Linked DNA regions of Arabidopsis thaliana: region 2 is linked to region 1. A link is a contact called in public targeted proximity ligation data. All regions are on one chromosome and are shown on one strand. The core of a region is the stretch at or near the end of the contact, and the rest is flanking DNA. Distances in the headings are between cores, read along the strand shown.

Region 1 (3,606 bases), core at 822-3,321:
GAGCTTAATTCTGTTTGTTCGTGAATTGCTTAATTGCTTAGATCCTATTGTATTCGTTATTGAATTGCTTAATCGAAACATTTTAAAAAGGTTTTGTTACTGAAGAGTATTCATAACCCTAAGATGTGAGTGTGACACAAAGTCTTATTGAGCCACTGAAAAAGCAATCAATTTGTGTATATATGTTCAATATTTGATTTATGTTATATGCATGATTTCTCCTTTGATCGTTAATTAGTTTGTTTTCGGTTTCAAAATACAATCTCTCAGAAAAAAAAGATAGCATATATTCCTATAGTCTTGTGTTGACGAAATTTAAGAATAATCTAATAAGCATATCCTACGTCGGTTAGATAAGGGGGTTGCGTAACTTTAAAGTCTTGAACCAGGACTGTATATCAGTTCATGTACACTTCTTCAAACCCTTCTCTTCCCATTAATCTTGTGTAGTTTTGACCAATGTCATTTGGATGGTGAAACTTGAAAGAATAGTTTTGATGCATTAGGAATTAGGATTGTGAAGATGTAGGACACCTCTCCATACACAACCAGATTCCAAAGAGATTGGACTTAGCAATGAAGATGGTCCAATACATACATAAGCAGACTTTGTGTAACTTTCAAGTCTAGAACCAGGACTGTACATGTACACTTCTTCAAACCCTTCTCTTCCCACCACCACCGAGTTCCTTCTTCCCTGCAGAAATCAATCCATTTCATATGAATCCACAGAGAAAATTTAAATATAATTGAAGTTTAGTAAGTATTACTACCCTATCAATGACAGTGAAGCTCTTTGGAGCACATGTGTATATCCTACTCATCTCTCTATTCAACTGTTTGTAGTTGCTCTCTTCTTCCCCACCAAACCCGGGTTTTTCTTCTTCCTTCTCGCCTTGAACCACCCCGAAACGAGGAAGAAACGGAGTCGTTTCCACAAAATCCGAACCTTCCAGTCCAACTGCATATGTAGCTTCTGGTGTACTCACTGTCAAATAACTTACAAGTGAACAACCTTCAAGCTTGATTGGTGAAATGCCTTTGTTTGTCATAGAAAGCTCAATGCTCAGTGTGTTTTCTCTCAGACTAATAATCTGTTTCAGTTCAATCTCTTTGATCTTCTTGTCACTTCTTCTCAGCTCCATTTGAACGCAATCCTTTGAATCACCACTGATCCCTTGGAGTCTCCAGTCACTGATTTCATCAGAATCTGATGATCTAAATGCAGATGAAACACCTCCTCGTATCACTACTTCTTCCTCCTCTTGTTCGACCCATGTGTGGAGAAGCTCCACTTTGCCACCGTGCCACACTCGGACTTTGTACGATGTTATCATCCCACGTGTCAACATCACATTCGCTGAACTCCCATTGTCCAGTTTTAGTCTAGCAATACATGTCTCACCTGCCCCATTATCAAAGTGTTAAGCTTCTTTTTTAAAACTCGTTTCATTTAAAAAGACTGAAACTAGAGAAATATTTACCAATATCTTCGAAAGTGGCTCCATGGCCGGAGAACTCTCGCCGGAGATACTCAACATCAATAGGAAACGCCGGTGAAGCTGAAGCTGAAGCTGATGGTGGAACAGAGGATTCTAATCTCTTAATGTTTTTATGAAACTGAAGTGGCAAAGAAGCAAAAGATGAGCTCAAATTAATCTTTGAAGATCTACTCAAAGGAAAAGTGCTACGTGAAACATTCATGTAATGAACCAAAGCCATTGTTACGGCTCTGAAAACGTTTCAGAGTTTAGCCATAGAGAAAGAAGAAGAAGACAACACTCACAATCTGGCCTTATCTTCAAACAACCATTTGATATTTCAGTGGCTCCATCTCTCTTCAGTGACAAGTAATGGTTTGGGCCTTTATTATAGGACACAAACTTTAAACTTATACACCCAAAATCTAGTTCCTGTCCAAAGATTTTAACTTTGGGCTTTAGAAGTGTAAGTTCAAAAGTGGGTTTTGTTTTTTAAGCCCAAGGTTCCAACTTCCAACTTTCGAATGAAACACCCTTAAAAGTTCCAAACTGATCCCAGTGAACAGTGGTTGTGCAAAAAACAAAAAAACGGTCAACTTGCAAAAACAACAACAAAGTCTTTACCAAACGCACGAAACGGTTCCGAGAAGAAGTCAAAATCGTAACCAACCAAAGAAAAAAACCCATCGCCGAATTCAACGCAGCCTTGAGAGAGAGAGAATCTTGGTAATGGTGTTCAACAGTGCGATGGTTATGGCGGTGGCAGAAGTCTCCACCGACACGTGGCAACTGATTTGGAGGGTTCCGTCGTCGCAGAGGATCGATACAGAGCAGCTTTTTGACATAGCTGTTTGCTTCCCGATTCATCAATTGAGTCGTTTCGTTCTCTGTTTATGGACTTTCATGTGTCTTCCTTCTTCTGATTCTTTCTACTCTTACACGTACGAGACTTTATCTGCTTCTTCTTCTTCGGAGGCTGATGATGATGATCGACTTGCTTTTGATCATAATAATCTTTATAATCGTCGTGATTATTATTCTGATGATGATGATCAATCTATTTCATCGTTTGATGATGACAATTATGATCACTACTCTCATTCAGATTAACAATTTTTTTGTATATATAGTTTTTCTAAATTTTGGGGTTTTCTGAGCTGATTGATTTAGGTAAATGCCCTGTTTGGTGAAAGTTACAATCTGTTTTTTTTTAGACACTGTAAATTAATATACACGTGGATATTAATAGATTTTCCATTGAATTTCCCATCTTTGTGTTTTCAATTTGGTATTGTGTTTTAGGTTTGATGATATATATTATGCAATGGTTTTGTTCTTGCCATATTTGTGATCTCAAAGAAGCTTCTTATAGACTGATTTTGTGTGAGAAGGTTTCAATAATGTTTTGTGTTTAATTCTCATTTCCTAGTAAGACTCTACGTAAACTGATTGGTGTAGACGCTGAGGTTAGGATCAATTGAATCAAATAACCAAGTTTTCTGAGATTTGGGAGTCTTGAGAGACAAGAAGTTGTTGTGTTTTGAATAGGTCAATATAAATTTTTCTTAGACCAAATTGTCTTCTTGCCATGTTATTTGTTATCTCAAAGAAACTCTTAATTTGTGATATTTGTAGCCGATGCTTGTAATTCCATTGCAAATTTGTAATGAATTATTTTACTCGCAAATTTGCCTAAAAATATATCGTTGTGAACCGGTGACCATTCAGCAACAGTTGGATGCTGGATAATATCTAACTACCAATATTCCGATACCGAAGTGTTTGGTGACTAAAGGTGACAAATTTAAATTTAACAAGCAATTTTGAGACTGAACCACTTATAAAACAGATGTTATTTTTCAAGTTTCATGAATTATTCGAAAATTGATTATTAGTAAAACGGGATAGGAAGAAAAATGTAAAACTGCTACTAATGTGAAAGCACTCTCTATATCAAATGCGAAACTGCTACTAATGTGAAAGCACTCTCTATAGTTTCCAAATTTGTTAGTAGTGAGTTTTCTCTCATTCAGATCAACATATTTTGTTTTCTCTTTTTTAGCTGTTCTGCTTGTTGGGGTTTATGAGCTGACTCATTTAGGTGATCCCCTGTTTGTTGAGAGTT
Region 2 (3,606 bases), core at 667-3,166, 54 kb before region 1:
TTTAGGTGACTATTTCATTGGTCCTGGATTTGAAATGTTGCTTCAACGTCTAGCTGAGAATGATCCCAACAGATATGGAACACCTCCTGCTAAAAAAGAAGCTGTCGAGGCTTTGGCTACTGTGAAAATCGAAGAGACTCTGCAATGTTCGGTTTGTTTAGATGATTTTGAGATTGGAACTGAGGCAAAGCTGATGCCCTGTACGCACAAGTTTCATAGTGACTGCTTGTTACCATGGCTTGAGCTTCACAGTTCATGCCCGGTTTGCAGATATCAGTTACCTGCAGATGAAGCCAAGACTGATTCAGTAACAACAACGAGCGATAACAATGGAAGCAGTAGTGCTTCTGCTACAACCAGCCATGGAGCTGAGAACAGCGATGGAAACCGGCGCCAAGAAGAAGAAGAAGAAGAAGAAGAGGAGGAGGAGGAGGAGAACGAGAACAATGACGGAAGCGGATTCTCGATCCCGTGGCCGTTTAGCACCTTGTTCTCCTCGTCGCAAGATAGCAATGCACCAACGGATTCTAGTTAAGACATGTTCCCTGAGCAACATAAGCTTTTTGGTGTGATCATGAAATCTCGGTTCTACCTAAATCTGATCTTTTGTCTGTACATAAGTTTCTCAGATTTGGTTGAATGCTACATCTTTGGAAAACAAATATCTTTCAGTTTGTGTTTTTTTAATTGTTTTTGAGCAAATCTTTTGCCGGATTCTGTAAGTCGCTTGTGTGTTTTTTGTTGTCAACCAAAGCCACTTTTGCAACTTAGTTTGTTAAATTAATGCCTTAATGGTAAAATAACAAGATTGGTGGCTGTAGTACGAATTGTGTTGGTAATAAATTATAAATTTAAACATAAAAAGTAATTTAACATTCATCACCTTTGTTGTATGAAATGGAATTGTATAATATTGTATGCCTAATTACTTAGACCGACTCGTTTAATATGTCGTCATCCAAAACAAAATATGATGTCTTTTACTAAACTTAATGAAGTGATGCTTTTTCCTTGTGTTAATCCATGATTGCATTACCATGTAATCTTTTGTTTACGCGTAAACATTAATTAGAATTTATAAAAGCTAGAGTTCACATGTGTAAAATGCGACCAAAGTTACCAACTTTATGCGCTATTAACGAACCTTTTGACATTAACGAACTTAACTTTGATATAGTATATATACTAATATATTAACGTTTCACCAAATCTCCTTGTATATATATAAGTATTGTAGTATCAACTTATTACATTATCTCTCAGATTAGTCATAATCCAAAAGAAGAAGTAATGAATCGTCAGGTTTTATCCCTAATCACTTTGATTATTCTCTTGGTCTCCGCGTACAACACGACTATGGGCCGAACTCTGCCGAGTAAGTGACCGTCTTTGATCATACAAATACAATCACGCATAAACAAAACTCATATTCAGTTCTTAATCTCTTTTTTTATTATTATTATAAATTAAGGGGAAGGAAATGGAGCACAACAATTTGATAATCTAAAAGCTGGTGTCAGACGAAGTGAATCGGCACGTACTCGTCAGAAAGGACCCGGACACTGATGAGTGATGATCTCTAACAAGTTTTAGTTGGCACCTTCATGCAATAATTGATAATCTACTGCTTTGTAATAAGTCCGTCGTTGTGGCGATTCATAGTCTCTACTCGATTCATATTTGTGAACGTGTCTTGAGTTATAGTCTTACATATAGATCCAACAAAAAAACGTATGCTAACACATTCTGTAATAGAACACGTGGCAGACAAAGAGTGGACGGTTCCCTAAAATTCCAGTAAAGACCGTAACATTAAAATCTAATAAGCTGAATTCCCATAATTACCCTCATCCGACAAAGAGAGGCAAGGGTAGTTTAGGAAAGTATATAGAGGTAATAACGTGTCCTTAAGCTCCACAGATCCAAAGCGCAGATCACAAATCTCATCCCCAGAGAGAGAACCCAGAGAGCGATATTGAAAATCAAAACTCTCTCCTTTATATATAATCCCAATTTACAAATCTCTTTCCCTCTCTAAAAATTTCTTATCTTTGTATAAAAAGCCTTCTCCTTTTTCAAATCATTCACCTTCCTTTCGCCTTTTCGGGGGAATTTCTTCCAATCTGTTGGGTTTACGAAACCCTAGATTTCGAAATTCCGGATTGCTAACTAGCGAAAGGTCTGATTTTGTTTCGTACCCTTTGTTCCTAATGGATTCAATTCCACGGATTTTATCTGAATTGAGTTTCTTCGTAGTTGCTTGTTACGAATTGGATCTCATGTTCTGAAGTTGTGTGTTTCATAGCTTTTCGTTGTTTGATTGTGAAACAATGTTTCTAGATTTCAATTATCAAAACTGGTTTTTAGATAACCAGATTTGGTCAATGAAATTGTAAAGCTTGAAAACAATTTTGTTTCGTGGATGCTTGTTGGTTTGGATCGACATGAGTTTCTGTTTTGCCCTATTTAAGACGAGATTTATAGCTGATGTGTGTGTGTTTACGTTGATTCTTATGTTAGAGAATGGCTGATCAAGGAACGGAAGGGAGCCAGCCAGTTGACCTTACTAAACATCCTTCAGGGATTGTTCCTACTCTTCAGTGAGTTCTCTCTTTTGTGTCTCTGTTTTAAGATTCTGAGTTTGTGCTTTTGTGAATCACAAGATCTTACCTTTTTCTTTTTTGGTTTGTTTCAGAAATATTGTCTCAACAGTGAACTTAGACTGCAAGCTTGATCTTAAAGCCATAGCTTTGCAAGCTAGGAATGCTGAATATAACCCCAAGGTTTTGCTTTCTTTGTGATATTCGTGTTTTAGTAATCGATCATTTTGTTTGGTCTCCACCACTTTGGTTTGTATTTTCGGATTTGGTTTTAATCTGTGTTTTATGTTCCAGCGTTTCGCTGCTGTAATCATGAGGATCAGAGAGCCAAAGACCACAGCGTTAATTTTTGCTTCTGGGAAAATGGTATGTTTTCCTTTGTCACTTTTTCTCTTATGGCCTAATCTTCCATGTCCTTGTTTTGACGTGGCATCTATGCTGTCCAATATTAGGTGTGTACCGGAGCTAAAAGTGAACATCTTTCAAAGCTTGCTGCAAGAAAGGTAAACTAGCTCATCTCAATACTGTCTGATGTTCTTCTTCTAGCATCACTGTAGTTAGAAACTTGTTACAGCTCTAGTAGGTATTTGTTCTCTGTTATATTAAAGAATTCCTTTTTGTTGTTCAGTATGCTCGGATTGTTCAAAAGCTTGGCTTTCCTGCAAAGTTCAAGGTACTCATATGTCTCTCTCTGGTCCTGATCCAGCACACACTGTGTTATTCATTTTTATCTCAATCAACAATTCGTGTGTATTTTTATCGGAAGGAAAAATTACGTATAAAGTCTAGTAATAAAATTGCTGATTACATTTTGCAGGATTTTAAGATACAGAACATTGTAGGCTCATGTGATGTCAAATTCCCCATTAGGCTTGAAGGTCTTGCATACTCTCATAGTGCTTTCTCAAGTGTAAGTGATCTCAAGCATTGTGATCATATATACTTGTAACATGGGTGTTAATCGGTCTGATGATTCATACCTCTCTCATCATTGATGCCAGTACGA

Evidence for each region.
Region 2: a targeted proximity ligation map of shoot shows a contact between it and region 1, with 11 read pairs. A contact is called at or near these places in 1 of 26 Hi-C or Micro-C datasets (seedling) and 1 of 2 datasets of targeted methods (shoot).

The regions. Positions count from the first base shown.
Region 1 is chr1:20,672,968-20,676,573 of TAIR10.1, reverse strand. It overlaps AT1G55365, which reads left to right and starts at 2,071. Exons shown (of 1, transcript NM_001333708.1): 1 at 2,071-3,119. The coding sequence starts at 2,211. The coding sequence ends at 2,591. It overlaps NDF5 (NDH-dependent cyclic electron flow 5), which reads right to left and starts at 2,806. Exons shown (of 2, transcript NM_179479.3): 1 at 1,485-2,806; 2 at 125-1,405. The coding sequence starts at 1,722. The coding sequence ends at 717. AT1G55380 (Cysteine/Histidine-rich C1 domain family protein) reads left to right here. Exons shown (of 1, transcript NM_104414.2): 1 at 1-70.
Region 2 is chr1:20,726,401-20,730,006 of TAIR10.1, reverse strand. It overlaps TBP2 (TATA binding protein 2), which reads left to right and starts at 1,916. Exons shown (of 10, transcript NM_104427.4): 1 at 1,916-2,179; 2 at 2,521-2,600; 3 at 2,696-2,783; 4 at 2,895-2,966; 5 at 3,053-3,103; 6 at 3,229-3,273; 7 at 3,418-3,510; 8 at 3,602-3,606. The coding sequence starts at 2,524. AT1G55530 (RING/U-box superfamily protein) reads left to right here. Exons shown (of 2, transcript NM_104428.4): 2 at 1-882. The coding sequence ends at 535. It also overlaps AT1G55525.